Regions from separate parts of the Mus musculus genome. Here region 2 is linked to region 1. Evidence: chromatin contacts called from public promoter capture Hi-C data. All regions are on one chromosome and are shown on one strand. The core of a region is the stretch at or near the end of the contact, and the rest is flanking DNA. Distances in the headings are between cores, read along the strand shown. Region 1 holds the start of Tom1l1 (target of myb1-like 1 (chicken)). Region 2 has its middle 580 kb from the start of Kif2b.

Region 1 (6,361 bases), core at 2,516-5,015:
AGAGGATCTAAATACCACACAGTGTGTGTGTGTGTGTGTGTGTGTGTGTGTGTGTGTGTGTGTGTATAGTTGTTGTTGTTATATATGCAGGAGAGATACTATGCAAGCTTGAAGACCTGTACCAGCATCCACAGCCCCAGGTAAAATCATGGTGGATTGATTACAGCCTGCCTGTCATTCTAAGGCTAGGTTAGAAGGTAGAGACTGACCCCTGGGGTAAACTAGCTAGCTAACTAGCCTTTCTACACAGCTCTGCGTTCAACTGAGAAACCCTGACTCAATAGAAAAAAGAGGAGAGAAATTGAGGAAGATATCAGCAGTTGGTATCAGCCTCAGGCCTCCACACTAAAGTGTGCTCATACACATGTGAACACACATGCACTCCTGCATACCACACAGAGACACATTTTTTAAAAAAAAAAATCTGTAAACTCTTAGAAGTGTCAACCATAGGCACTTGCCATTAATATATAACCAATAATCATTTTACCATGTTTTCTTCATCAGCACACTCTAGACAAAATCTGGCTCTACCAATTATCCTTTAAGAATGTTCAGGGAAATGTACAAGTTCGCTTTTTATCATAATCTACAGTTGACTAAAATCAAAGTTGCAGTGCTTGTTGAATGACTTTGTTTTTCTTTTCTTTTTGTTATTTAGTGGCTTCAAGTTTAGATAATATATCAATACCCAGCACATCTTGTATGAGCACAGTATGAACTTGGGTGCGCTGGTAGGATAACAGATAAATACTTGTCCCCTGACAAGGAAAGAAAAGATTGCTCAGTCGTTTCGAACAATCAAGATGAGGGTCGGTCACCACGTGCCTGGACAACAACCCCTGGAAGCCACTCCAGTCTGCTTCTGCATAGTGTTTCTGTTACATAAAACACTGGCAATCAGAGCAGGAGAAAGCTCTAAAGAAAGAAACAATGTATCCCTCTCTTTAAAAGATTTTTTTTTCCAAAATGATGAATTTAAGTGAGACAACAACAAAATTTAAATTAGTAAAGAAAAGGTAAAGAAGGCGACAAGCTCTAATGACCTCTTGGGGTCCCCTGCATGCTGGAGGAGGAAGTTGTCCCCACTGTCGGCCTGCCATCCTCACAAGGCAGGAAGTAAGCGGTCTGTCAACCAAAACACCCAAACCTTGGCAATGGAAACCGAGCTGCAGTTCTGATGGATCTTTTCAGGCAGAAATGCACAGATACCACGGTAACCTTACCCGTCCTGTGTGGTGTTAATTATGTCACAGATGTGCAGGAACTGGCCCCAGTCTTCAGTCAGAACTCCAGCAAAAGTGGCCTTTTCTGTGAAGATAAAATTGCTCGTGTTGAGTCTGAGCCACAATGGAGAGAAAAAACAAAACAAAACAAAACAGAACAGAACCTCATGTCCTTGAAATAATCTGCTTGGGGGTCAGGGTGCACGAACAAGTACCATTAAGTTTATGCTACCAAAGGGTAAAGTGATTTCTTTTCTCTCCTCCTGAACAATTCTCAGTAACTCAGGAATCGATCAGAAGCCAAGGCCAGAGTGCTGCTGTTTCGACAGCAATGAGTGAGCCACTACGAAAGCCTGCAACAAATCTCCAGCCTCCAGTGGCTTTCAGAAGCCAGAACTAGAGATCTGTGCCTTACTGGGCAGACACGGACGAGGTGAACAGCACATCACTAAGTCTATTCTCTTTTAACCCATGGTTACAGATGATGAAAGAGAAATTCAGAGAGAGTAAGGAGATTAACCTAGGTCACACATCAAGTATGATGGGGAACTTGCATTCAAATCAAGGGTATTTGCGATATTTATATTTTTAAAGTATGTATCGGGAGGGGTGTGAGGAAAAAAAAAAGGCAGAGCTAGCACAATTACAGAGCAAGATGGCTTCCGGCATCAAACTTACACCAGGCAGATTTACATACTCACACCCTTGACATTTCCTTCTCTAGATGACTTCATTAAGGACACAGGACCAGGGTCAGAAAACCGCTAACGCAGTGGGTCTCAACCCTCCTAATGCTCTGACTCTTTAGTACACTTCCTTATGTTATGGTGACCCCCAACCATAAAATTGTTTTCACTGCCTACTTCACAACTGCAATTTTGCTAGTTATAGATTGCAACGTAGATATCAGTGTTTTCCCACGGTTTTAGGGGATCCCTGTGAAAGGGTCATTGGAACCCCTTCCCCAAAGGGTCTCAACCCACAGGTTGAGAAACATTACTGTACTGTCTGCCTGCTTATTGGCATCTATGACAAAGATACCCATGTACGGTGCAAACCATAGTGTGTGGCTTTAATGGGGTTCTAAATGGACAAAGCTGGGCCATCTTGCTCGTGTCGCTAGGCACACATTGTTCTTCCATCTGGATACTTCTTTCTCTCAACATGCTCATTCCTAGAGAACTCTTATTCACACTTCAAAGGCTGTGGCCGAGTTCGTTTCTCCCTTTTTTAAAGTTTTGTTTGCAAACTACGTGGTATCTTTCAGTATTATAAGGGTATCTTAACAGTGGATGCTGCAGAATATGGCCATTCTCCTTATCACCAGGTAAGTTCCCTGGGGGATGGGACTATGCCTTCCCGAAGGCATCCAGCTAGTAGTTCTAAATGTTTTCAAAACTAAGGGATAATCGGACATTGCCGAAGTGCCTTTTGCCTGCGAAGCTTCAGCGAGGATCCATTTCTGCTCGGAACTCGTTCTAAGACATACTATTCAGCAAGGAGATGGGCAGTTACAGTGCTTTTCCTAGAGGGCAGCTCTCTTGCAGTATTGTAAAGATGTGGAAACTCAGGTTTAAGTTCAAAGGTGCGGCCCATCCCCGCAGCAGTTAGTTTAACTTACTTCCAATCTAAACTTTCTGAGACTGAGTCTTAGAACTACCAGGTTCATAGGATTTCATCACCCCACCAAGTTCCCAACAGTTTGCCTGTCATTAATACACCCTGGTGCCACACCCTGTCCCCAAGGGAGGGGGCAGGGTAAAGAAGGGAGCTGAGGTGGCAAAAAGCCAATTGTATGTAGTCAGTGACTTCTGCATCCACCTCTGTAATTCAGAACACAAACACAAGGGATAAGGAAGGACCAGGCTGGCTGGATTGGAGGGTGATGCGTGGTCTAAGAGCCTCAGTGACTGCAGACGGCCCCTCTCCCAATCTCCCTCTTTAAGCAAAAGGCCGGCTCACATCGCTTGGGCTGTGCGCTGGAGAAAATTGGTTTGGAGAAACCTGCCTCTCAGGGTGAGATCACGTCAATTAGCGTCTCAGATCTCTCTTTCTGGTCTGTAAAATGGGTATAACAATAAGGTGCTGAGAGTGGACGACGCACTTTATGAAGAACCTTCCCCGGGTCAAGAAGTTTCCACTTTCTCCTCCCAGCGGTCCCAATACTCCACGCAGTGCTGTGCTGCGGGCCACCTGCTTGCTCCACTCGCCCAGCATTTTGAACTTTGCATTTTTTTCGGAGAGGTTCTGGTATGAGTGAGCCAAACTCAGAAAGGTGGAAAGTGGCCGCAGGTGGCACGCAGGTGGCGTGGGAAAGCTGCGGGGGAGGGTAGCATTTCCTCCGACTTGGTCCAACTCGCCCCCCACCCTCCAATCGAGAATGGAGTGGAACCGGCAAAGCTCCCACGGTTCCCCAAGCCAGCCGGGATGTTACTCCCTGCGCCTCCTTACCTATGAGGTGACCCACAGAGGTAGCGTAAGGATCGCGGTGACTCTTCCCAAACGCCATGGTAGCTCCAGAGAGCCCTCCCAGGAAATCCGCCTCCACCGCCCTCCGACTCCACCCGCTCCGTGCCCGAGGCTCCTCCTCTCCGCTCCAGCGCTTGGCTGCCGCGGAGAGGCGCCAGGCAGCGAGCAGGGCGGGGACCCGGGGGACTTGGCGCACCTGCCGCGTGCTCCTGGCGCTTCCCGCACCTCGTGACTCTAGGTGGGCTGGGAGCCCGGGTGGAGTGATGTGACTCCGCACCCCGGGCCTGCGAACTCAGAGTCCAGCTCCAACATCTCCACCGCAGGGCTGAAGACCGCTCCCCTCTCTTTGGAGACTAGACAGTGTGGGATTAGTTGCTAACACAGACTCGAGGGTTATTGCTAAGGTTTATTCAGACAAGGACATAGACCTCTCAAGTCACACACCTCCAGAACAATGAGACTTCGCCTATCACCACTCCGGAGGTCCCTGAACCGATTTTTGCGCCCTACCCTTTAAATCTACGGAACTGGGAGGAGGATGGGCTGTCTAGGAGAGCCAAGACCTCCCTTGAGCCCGGGCTTTGTTTTTCACCCGTTTCCAAGAGGGACCACGAGGCGCCACCACACAAGCTTTTGGCTTCTAGCTCTATCTCCTAGGAACCCTGCTTTCCAGCCTTATGGTGAAAGGAGAGAGGGGCCTTTCCTGGGGCTCTGGCAGGAAATATGTTTGGTATGTAAATCCACATTAAGAAACCAAACCTCTCTGTTTCTATTTGAACCAAGATTTCTTTTTCCTTTTCCGCGGCACGGCTAACATCAGATACCCATGCTTCTGATCTGTAGGATGCCTCCTGAGACGATGGGCTACTCTGCTGGTAGATTTTGCTTCCTGTAGCTAACTGGGACTGAGCTTCACATTAATAGTGGGTTTATTCCCCCCACCCCGAAATGGTGACTAGAAAGAGCAGGAGGACCTGGCCTGACTCATGTTTTTGGTCTTCCATATTTTAGCATAGATGTCAAAACCAATTACATTATGCTCCAAGTGGCTATCATTTGTTGTATTGATCCGGAATCTTCCTCCACCTCCCCCTGTTTGTCCTCCTCCATGAGTGAGTTAACATCGGGATCCTACAATGTAAAATACGGCATTTTTGTTATGATGGTGTTTCTTATGATGAGGTCAGTCCTACCTGAAATAGGACATGCCTATCAGGCTCACTAGCTGTTTCATGTGGTGCGATCTCTCCACTGTGGCAGTCAAGTAGTCTTTACAGCTGATGTTGAAAACCTCTTTTGGCTCTCTCAGCAGCCTGATCTCTGTCTGTCCCTAGCAAATCATTTTGCCTTCATTGCCGTGTGTGATGGGGCAACATTAAGAAGAAAGTCAAAGGCTGGAGAGATGGCTTAGCAGTTAAGAGCACTGACTCCTCTTCCAAAGGTCCTGAGTTCAATTCCCAGCAACCACATGGTGGCTCCCAACCATCTGTAATGGTATCTGATGCCATCTTCTGGTGTGTCTGAAGACAGCTACAAGTGTACTCATATACATAAAATAAATAAATCTTTTTTAAAAGGAGGTGGAGAGGAGAAGGTCAAGTTCTGCCTAAGCTGAAGTGATGATGACTTTCTGTCAGGAAAGAGAAGTTGGATGGAACCCAGGATCCCCGTAGATCATTTATCCCTGCTTCTACCGAGAGGGTGGTTAGGCTTTTGGTTTTCCTCTGCCTGATTTCCTTACATGGCAAGATTGAGGGAGAGCAGGAAGAATAGTAGCAAGGAGTGTGTCCTGGGCACAGTGGCTGATGACTGATCTCTCTCAGCCACTGTCCTTCAGGATGTCGTGATGTCTGTAGCCATGTCTTTCTACGCTCTGTCACTTTCTCCATGATCCTGTTCTTCCACAGGCGTGATTATCAACCCAGTCAATGTCACTGCGGTCTGGGAGAAGGCTGTTAGAAGTCACAGCCAAGTTGAGGTCAGAAAAGAAAGATTCTTCTAAACACACAGTAAGGATTAAATATCGAACTAACACTGGGCTGGAGGCGTGGCTCAGTGATGAAAAGAACTGGCTGCTCTTCTAGAGGACCAGGGTTTGATTTCCAGCACCCACCTGGCAGCTGACAGCCATAGGCAACTCCAGTTCCAGGGAATATGACACTCTCTTCTGGCATACAGGAGCACTAGGTACACACATGGTGCACAGAAATGCAAGCAGGCAAACTACTTATCATATATAAAATAAAATAACGTTTAAATACATGAATAAATTGGTAGACACTAGGAAACCTTACACAGTTTCAGTTTTAAGAATTCTCCCTAAGCAACTTTAATACATGCTTATGTATAATATGTGTGTGTGTGTGAGTGTGTGTAGGTATGCACTGTGCCACACTCTCTGTGTGTCTCCTTGTCTCTGTCTCTCTGTTTCTTCTGTCTGTCTGTCTGTCTGTCTGTCTGTCTGTCTGTCTGTCTGCCTGTCTCTCTCTGTGTGTGTGTGTGTGTGTGTATTTGTGTACTAGTCAGAGGTAAACCTCAGAATTCTGTTGTTGTTGTCAAGTCTCATAAGCCATGCCAGCCAGTCCAGGAACTCCCAGGAGGTTTTCTGTCTCTGTCTCCCACCTCACTACAGAATCGCTGTGATTGCAGATGCATGCTACTGCCCG
Region 2 (6,361 bases), core at 1,516-4,015, 1.5 Mb after region 1:
AGGCGTGAAGCAGTACACACTGTGCTTGAGTCTAACTTTCTTATAGATCCTTGTGTAATTGATTTATCAAGTGAGTAGTTTGTAAATTGATCCTAGTATCATTTTGAGCTAGGAAGCATCGCCAATATGCATTACCCTGTGGGGTAGATCTATGAGGATGGAAAGATTCATACTTAGAAATAAAGTTCTTTGACTTTTGTGATTTTTCTGCAAGTTAATTTCCATTTGCACTGCATTTCTCCAGCTTCCCATTACTAGGAAGACTCACACTGCCTGAATATCACTTTTCCTTGGCCCTGAGTGCCAGAAGTTGAATATCCAGTAGCCCTAAATCACAAGGACAAGAGAAAGACTCCTTGGATAGATTCCCAACTGTGCATTTTTATTAACTTACAAGAGATGCTGGGTTTGACTGTATCCACTTTAGAAATCAGTACTCATACCTTTCCTAAACCGTTGCCTGAATGCATTTGATCTAGGAAAAGATTTTTATTAAAGCAAATGAGTCTGCAGGATGTCCTGATCATGACCAAACTTGTCAATTGTAGTAGATGCCTCCCTCCCCCGGGAAACTGAGGTCCTGCTGTTTGCCAAGCATTTTCTTTAAAATGGAGAAAAGGAAAGGAAAATGGCTTTTGCTTGTTAAAAATGAAATACTTATTAACAATAATATATTTGCGTTTGTGTCTGTTTTGTCCAAGGGTTGGGAAAGCACCCAGGAATGCAAATTAGGAGGCCAGAGGATGATGCCTGGTGTGTTCTTTGATGCTTTGACAAAGTCTCTCACTGGATCTGTAGTTCACCATTTAGTTTAGGCTCACTGGTCAGCAACCCATGGGGATTAGTCTGTGACTCAGCTCTATGACTATAGGTACATGTTACATCAAAGAATGTTCATGGACTAGGGATCTGACCGCTATCCCCATCCTTGCTTTTACCCACTGAGCCATCTCCCCAGCCTCAAGAATGAAAATTTGTAAGTAATTACGACCAGGCTGGCCTCGAACTCAGAAATCCACCTGCCTCTGCCTCCCAAGTGCTGGGATTAAAGGCATGCACCACCACACCCAGCTGTCTCTTTTTTATTTATAGTAAGTTAATTTACTTCATATGTAACATTATAACATTGATGTATTACTTTACATGCTTCAATTTTTAAATCTATTTTATTTTTAATTATGTCTCAATGTTTGGGTGCAGGTATGTGGATGTAATCCCTTCCGATCTGGAGTTACTGTCAATTGTGAGCTGCCTCAAGTGGTTGCTTATAACTGAACATGGGTTCTCTGGAAGACCAATAAGGTTTCTCAACCATTGAGCAAGCTTTCAAGCTCCCCTTGATTCCTTTTATTTCAAATGATATCTTAATTTTATAAAAGAATCTACTAAAACTCTCTTCAATGAAAGAAGAGTTAGATTCTTTTTCTCATTTATTACAGACAGCAAGCCCTATTGTGTCTTTTTGATGATAAATCTTTTTCGTTATCATTTTTCAAGTAGAGGAATTACAAAAGAGCTTTATGTAGACTAGATCATGGAAGTGGCTACAAACAATAGTAAAGAGAACAGTTTGTCTGGAGCCAGTGAGATGGCTCAGGAAGGGAGTCCCTGACCAAGCCTAGTCACTTGGTTTCCATCTCACAAGGTAGAAGGTGAGAAAGGATTCCTGCAAGTTGTCCTCTGAACTCCACACATGTGTCATGGAAGCCATATGCCCAACCTGTACATATTGAACATAAATAAATAATTAAATATGTTTGTTTCTCATTTTACATCCCACTCACTGTCCCCTGAATCCCCTTCCACAATCCTTCCCCCATACCTCCTCCTCTTCTCTTTTCAGTGGGTGTGCCCCCCCCCCCCCGGTATCTCCCCTACCCTGGCGCTTTGAGTCTCTGTGACACCAGTCAGTAACTCTCCTACTGAGGCCAGAAAAGTTAGCCTAGCTAGAAGAGCATATCCCATGTACAGGCAACAGCTTTTGAAGAAAATAATAGGACTATCTGCCTATGATCAACAGTAATAGCACAGATTGAAATTGGCAAAGTTATAGAAGAAATATTTTCCATTTACATGAACAAAACTGTTTATACACTTTTCACTCTGTTTAAAATAATACCTTTATTAGCCAGGTGATATCTATAACATGTAAATAGCAAAGCAATTAGCAATTGTACAGGGGAAACCATTTGGATTATCACTGGGTAAACAAAATCATTGGCTTAATCCCTTCTCTGCTCTCCATAATGTCTTTTGGCAACAGGCTGAAGTAGTGAGAAGGCTGGGTGGGCAGCATGTGTTGCAGCTTATGTACAAGTGTGGTTTACCCCTTAGCTATAACAGGTGCTGTGCCTGAATCAAAGTTCAGAGGTCTCTTTCAGAGAAATTGAAAATATATCAAAGTTCAATTGAAGAACAATTAAGTAATCTTTCTACCAGTATTACTTTTATTGTGCATATCTCACTGTAAGTCTATAGAATAGGTAGATATTTAGATATGAAGATAAAATATTTGTGGCTTTACCTTGGGTTGTTTGATTTATTTTCTTAAGGTTCCCTGTTCTCTGGGCACAAAGGTAAAAATGTTCTTTTCCATTGAGCAAAAGGCTTGAGGAATACATTTCCATCACCTGAAGATGTTCAGAGACAATAGGCAACATTCCTATTTGGGCAGGTAATTGCAACCAGCTTTAGCTGGGCTCTCCAAAACTGAAGGTTGCTGATCTTGCACTACAAAAAAATATTTTCAGCTGTGAACAATTAACAAACTCAGTGGACCAGGCGAAAGTGCAGCCCTCTCTTGCACAATTCAGCTGCCAGCACTACTTTGACAGCTATATAATTACATGGACCATAAATTACGCTCCGTAATCACCTTGTTTATAATTTCATTCCCTGTAAATTAGTAGTGTAATGAAATGAGATTTCATAACCACCAGATGCAGAGAGAGCTGCTCACCAGAGACTCCAGCAATGGCTGAGAGGCAACCCCATCCCAAGAAGAGAGATTTTGGTGGGCTGCTGTTAGCTGGACGTATCATTGGCAAGTCATCTGACGCTTCCAGCTTGGGGATGCCAGTGACATTCAAAGAACTCCAGCTTGGAAACAGGATGATACATCAGCAGCTGTGGCCTGTAGGATACCCTGTTTGAGAGGAAACTTACTTTTAAAACTTTTATGTATCCGTGCATTCCCAGAGATACCGTAGATAATGTATTCAGTGATTACTCAAGAGTCTTTGTTGAGATTAGTTTTAATTGAAGCACTTTTCACAATTGTATTTACTGCACACTTCACTGTGCATAAGTAGGTGGCCTCTTTCTATATGGTGGTAATACAGTGATTGAAAATGAGAGTGTGTTCTATATAGTAAAGTTTTCTAAGATTATTGCTTCATGTTACTGGGGGAATGCCAGGGCCAGGAATCTGGAGTGGGTGGGTTGTTGAGCAGGGGAAGGGGTGAAGGGAAAGGGGATTTTCAGAGGGGAAACTAGGAAAGGGGATAACATTTGAAATGTAAATAAAGAAAATATCTAACAAAAGAAAGAAAAAAATATTTTGTATCATGCCCAGTAGTATGAAAGAGAAAGAAATATGAATGGAAATAATAAAAATACTGGTCTTAGCTCGAGGGTTTAGCCAGTAACCTGACTACTGAGACATAGCTCCCTGCTATTTCATAATAAAACAGTTTTTAGAACCGATAGCATACAACTGGGAATTATACATTTTTAAGGAAAAGAGGAACAAATGAACAGTTTATAATTCCTGCTGTCTTCAAGCCAGAGCCAAGACAAGTTATTTGCAAGAGATTTATTAGAACTGGAGCCATTACTACAAGAATTGTGCTGCGAGGAAAAATACAAATTATGTGCCACTGTTCCTAACTGAGTTGGGAGGAGTAAATGCATGATTCCAGAGCTTTAATTACCTACAGGAAAGTGAGTCGGTTATGCAGTGCCTATTTTAATTACCATCTGATTAAAATTAATCCTAGCAGGGAAAGCAGAAAGTGACAGAAGGAAAGCGAAGTCTGAAGGTTAATGTTTGAAATGCCACCAAGTGCAGACAGGTAAAGAAAAGGTTGATCTGGCTGAAGGACATTGACTAGCCAGCTATGTGATCTTTAAAGTGTGTTTCTAATATTTCCTGTTTTCATAGTTCAAAATTGGATAAAATTCATGTCAATAATCTTGTCACTAGTGATGTTTATTCCCATTTCTTTATTACTGGGTGTTGTGTGTGAGTGTGAGTATGACCATATGGTTTGGTGTGCCTGTGAAGGTCAGGGAAGCGTTGGACACTGATCTTCAGTCACCATCTTGTCTGAGAAAGAACTTATTCTACTTTCCTGCTGGATAAGCAATTCTGGTTGGCTGTTGAGCTCCTGGATTAACTTGGCTTCACTCCAATGTCTCCATAAGAACAATGGGATTCCAGCTGCTACACTGCTTTGCTGTGCTCCAAGGGGGTCCAAACTCAAGTCAGCAAGTTAGGCAATTCTCACATTGCACATGGAGAAATTTCCCAATCCTGAAGCCATTTAGATATTGATATTATCCTTAGTTAGAGATATTTGAGGTCAAATAAAATTATTACAGGAATCACACAAAAAAGTTGTTCTTGGAACTTTGAGGCTAATACTCAGCGATTCTTTCAAGGATAAACCTTCCACGTTTATTATATAGTAGTCACATAGAGGGCTTTGTGCCAGGACTTTTACAAAATGGAGGATATCTAAAACAGATTTTGAGTTCTAGGAAGGAAGGAAGGAAGGAAAAAACAGCAGTGTAATAAAACATGATAAAGTGATTTAATGTAAACTGTCACACACACACACACACACACACACACATATATGCACATGTGTATATGTATGTATATATTCTTGCTTATCAATAACATAATATATATATTTATCTCGCTCTGATCGAGTATTTTAAGAATTACAAAAGTAAGTGAAATAGACATTTAAGACCTACAGATATTATCACTAACTTTTGAACACAATGTCTGCCATAGTGCACCACCTATATACTATGCATGATGAATGATCAAACACAACATGCTATGCTGACATTTCCATTTCCAGTTGCACTAACTTGGGAAGTAAGAGAAGAGAGTATTGTCAGAGCCCAAACATTTTAAGCATAGATACCTAGGAAGCCATTTAAAATAACAACAAAAATCTCCCTGGCTTTATAATGGCTAAGAAGAACACCTCATGTACTAGCAGCTGATAGATAATTAGAACGAACTATGTAAAACAGAATTAATAGTCTATAGCCTTCAGGCTGATGACAAGAGAAATTCTGACATGGAATCAGTCCATCTGAACATGACACATTCACAAGGGGTTTAGCGAAAATTAGTAGAAGTTAAAAAATCCACGGGTATATGATGAAGAAAAAAAATCAAACTATTGGAGTGAAAAATAACTAGGAAAGAACATGCAATGTTGAAATAAAAAGGAAAGAAAGCAGAAAAAGGAATCATTAGTTCTAGAAAACAGTAATGGGAAGATAAATGTATAGACAGGATCCTAACAGGGCTGTCCTCTGAGACACTCTAACAGCAGCTGACTGAGACTGATGCAGATAACCAAAGCCAACCATTGAACTGAGGTGGGGCTTCCCTGTGGAAGAGTTAAGTGAATGATTGAAGGGACTGAAGGGGATAGCATCCCATAGGAAGACCAACAGTGTTAACTCCCAGAGGTGAAAACATCAATCAAAGAGCATACACTGGCTGGTCTGAGGCCTCTGGCATATATGTAGCTGAGGACTGTTTTGTCTGGCCCAGTGTGAGAGAATGCACCTAATCCAGTAGAGACTTGATGCCACAGAGACTGGAAATGCAGGGAAGGGACATTCTCTTATAGGCAAATGGGAGAGGGGATGGGGTGAAGAATTCTGAGAGGGCAGACATGGAAGGGGAACAATAATTGGGAGATGGAAATAAATAAAATAATTATGTAAAAATAATTTAAAAATAAAATGATTACATTTTCCTTAAAAATAAAAACTAACATACTAAGTGACTTAGAAAAATAAATACATATAGAGTTAAATTTAACAATGAAATGCTAACTAATATAGTGATGACAGTAATGTGACAAGAAAGCAACCCTTGTTCATGTGATTACCTGGAAGAGTTGATGTGTAAGGAAGAGAAATAATCATTAGGAGGAGATCACCATCATAATGCAGTATTAAGTATTAAATATAAGGCAATATAACATGGCCCGAGAGTCAAGTTATTTTAAACAGGTCAATTAGAAGATCATATAACAAAAGAAACTTCACAATACTTTTGTCGCAAAAAAAAAAAAAAAAAAAATCAGAAAGTAATGGAGGAACA

The links. Promoter capture Hi-C pulls out the DNA fragments that hold promoters and counts their contacts.
Region 2: a contact with region 1 is called in a promoter capture Hi-C map of second pharyngeal arch cranial neural crest. The contact joins the enhancer-like site here to the promoter of Tom1l1 in region 1. A contact is called at or near these places in 10 of 39 promoter capture datasets (the 3T3-L1 cell line, the C10 cell line, cranial neural crest and 5 more) and 2 of 115 datasets of contacts at active chromatin or transcription factors (embryonic forebrain and embryonic stem cells).

Annotation. Positions count from the first base shown.
Region 1 is chr11:90,683,836-90,690,196 of GRCm38.p6, forward strand. Tom1l1 (target of myb1-like 1 (chicken)) reads right to left here and starts at 3,766. Exons shown (of 16, transcript NM_001357543.1): 1 at 3,678-3,766; 2 at 1,227-1,311. The coding sequence starts at 3,735.
Region 2 is chr11:92,154,581-92,160,941 of GRCm38.p6, forward strand. No RefSeq gene overlaps it. Among named protein-coding and RNA genes, the nearest start is that of Kif2b, 580 kb to the left of the region's middle. Within about 2 kb of position 2,766, at least 2 of the 459 cell types and tissues checked have an H3K27ac peak or open chromatin away from gene starts, as enhancers often do. A contact at or near this core is called in second pharyngeal arch cranial neural crest, where this site is marked.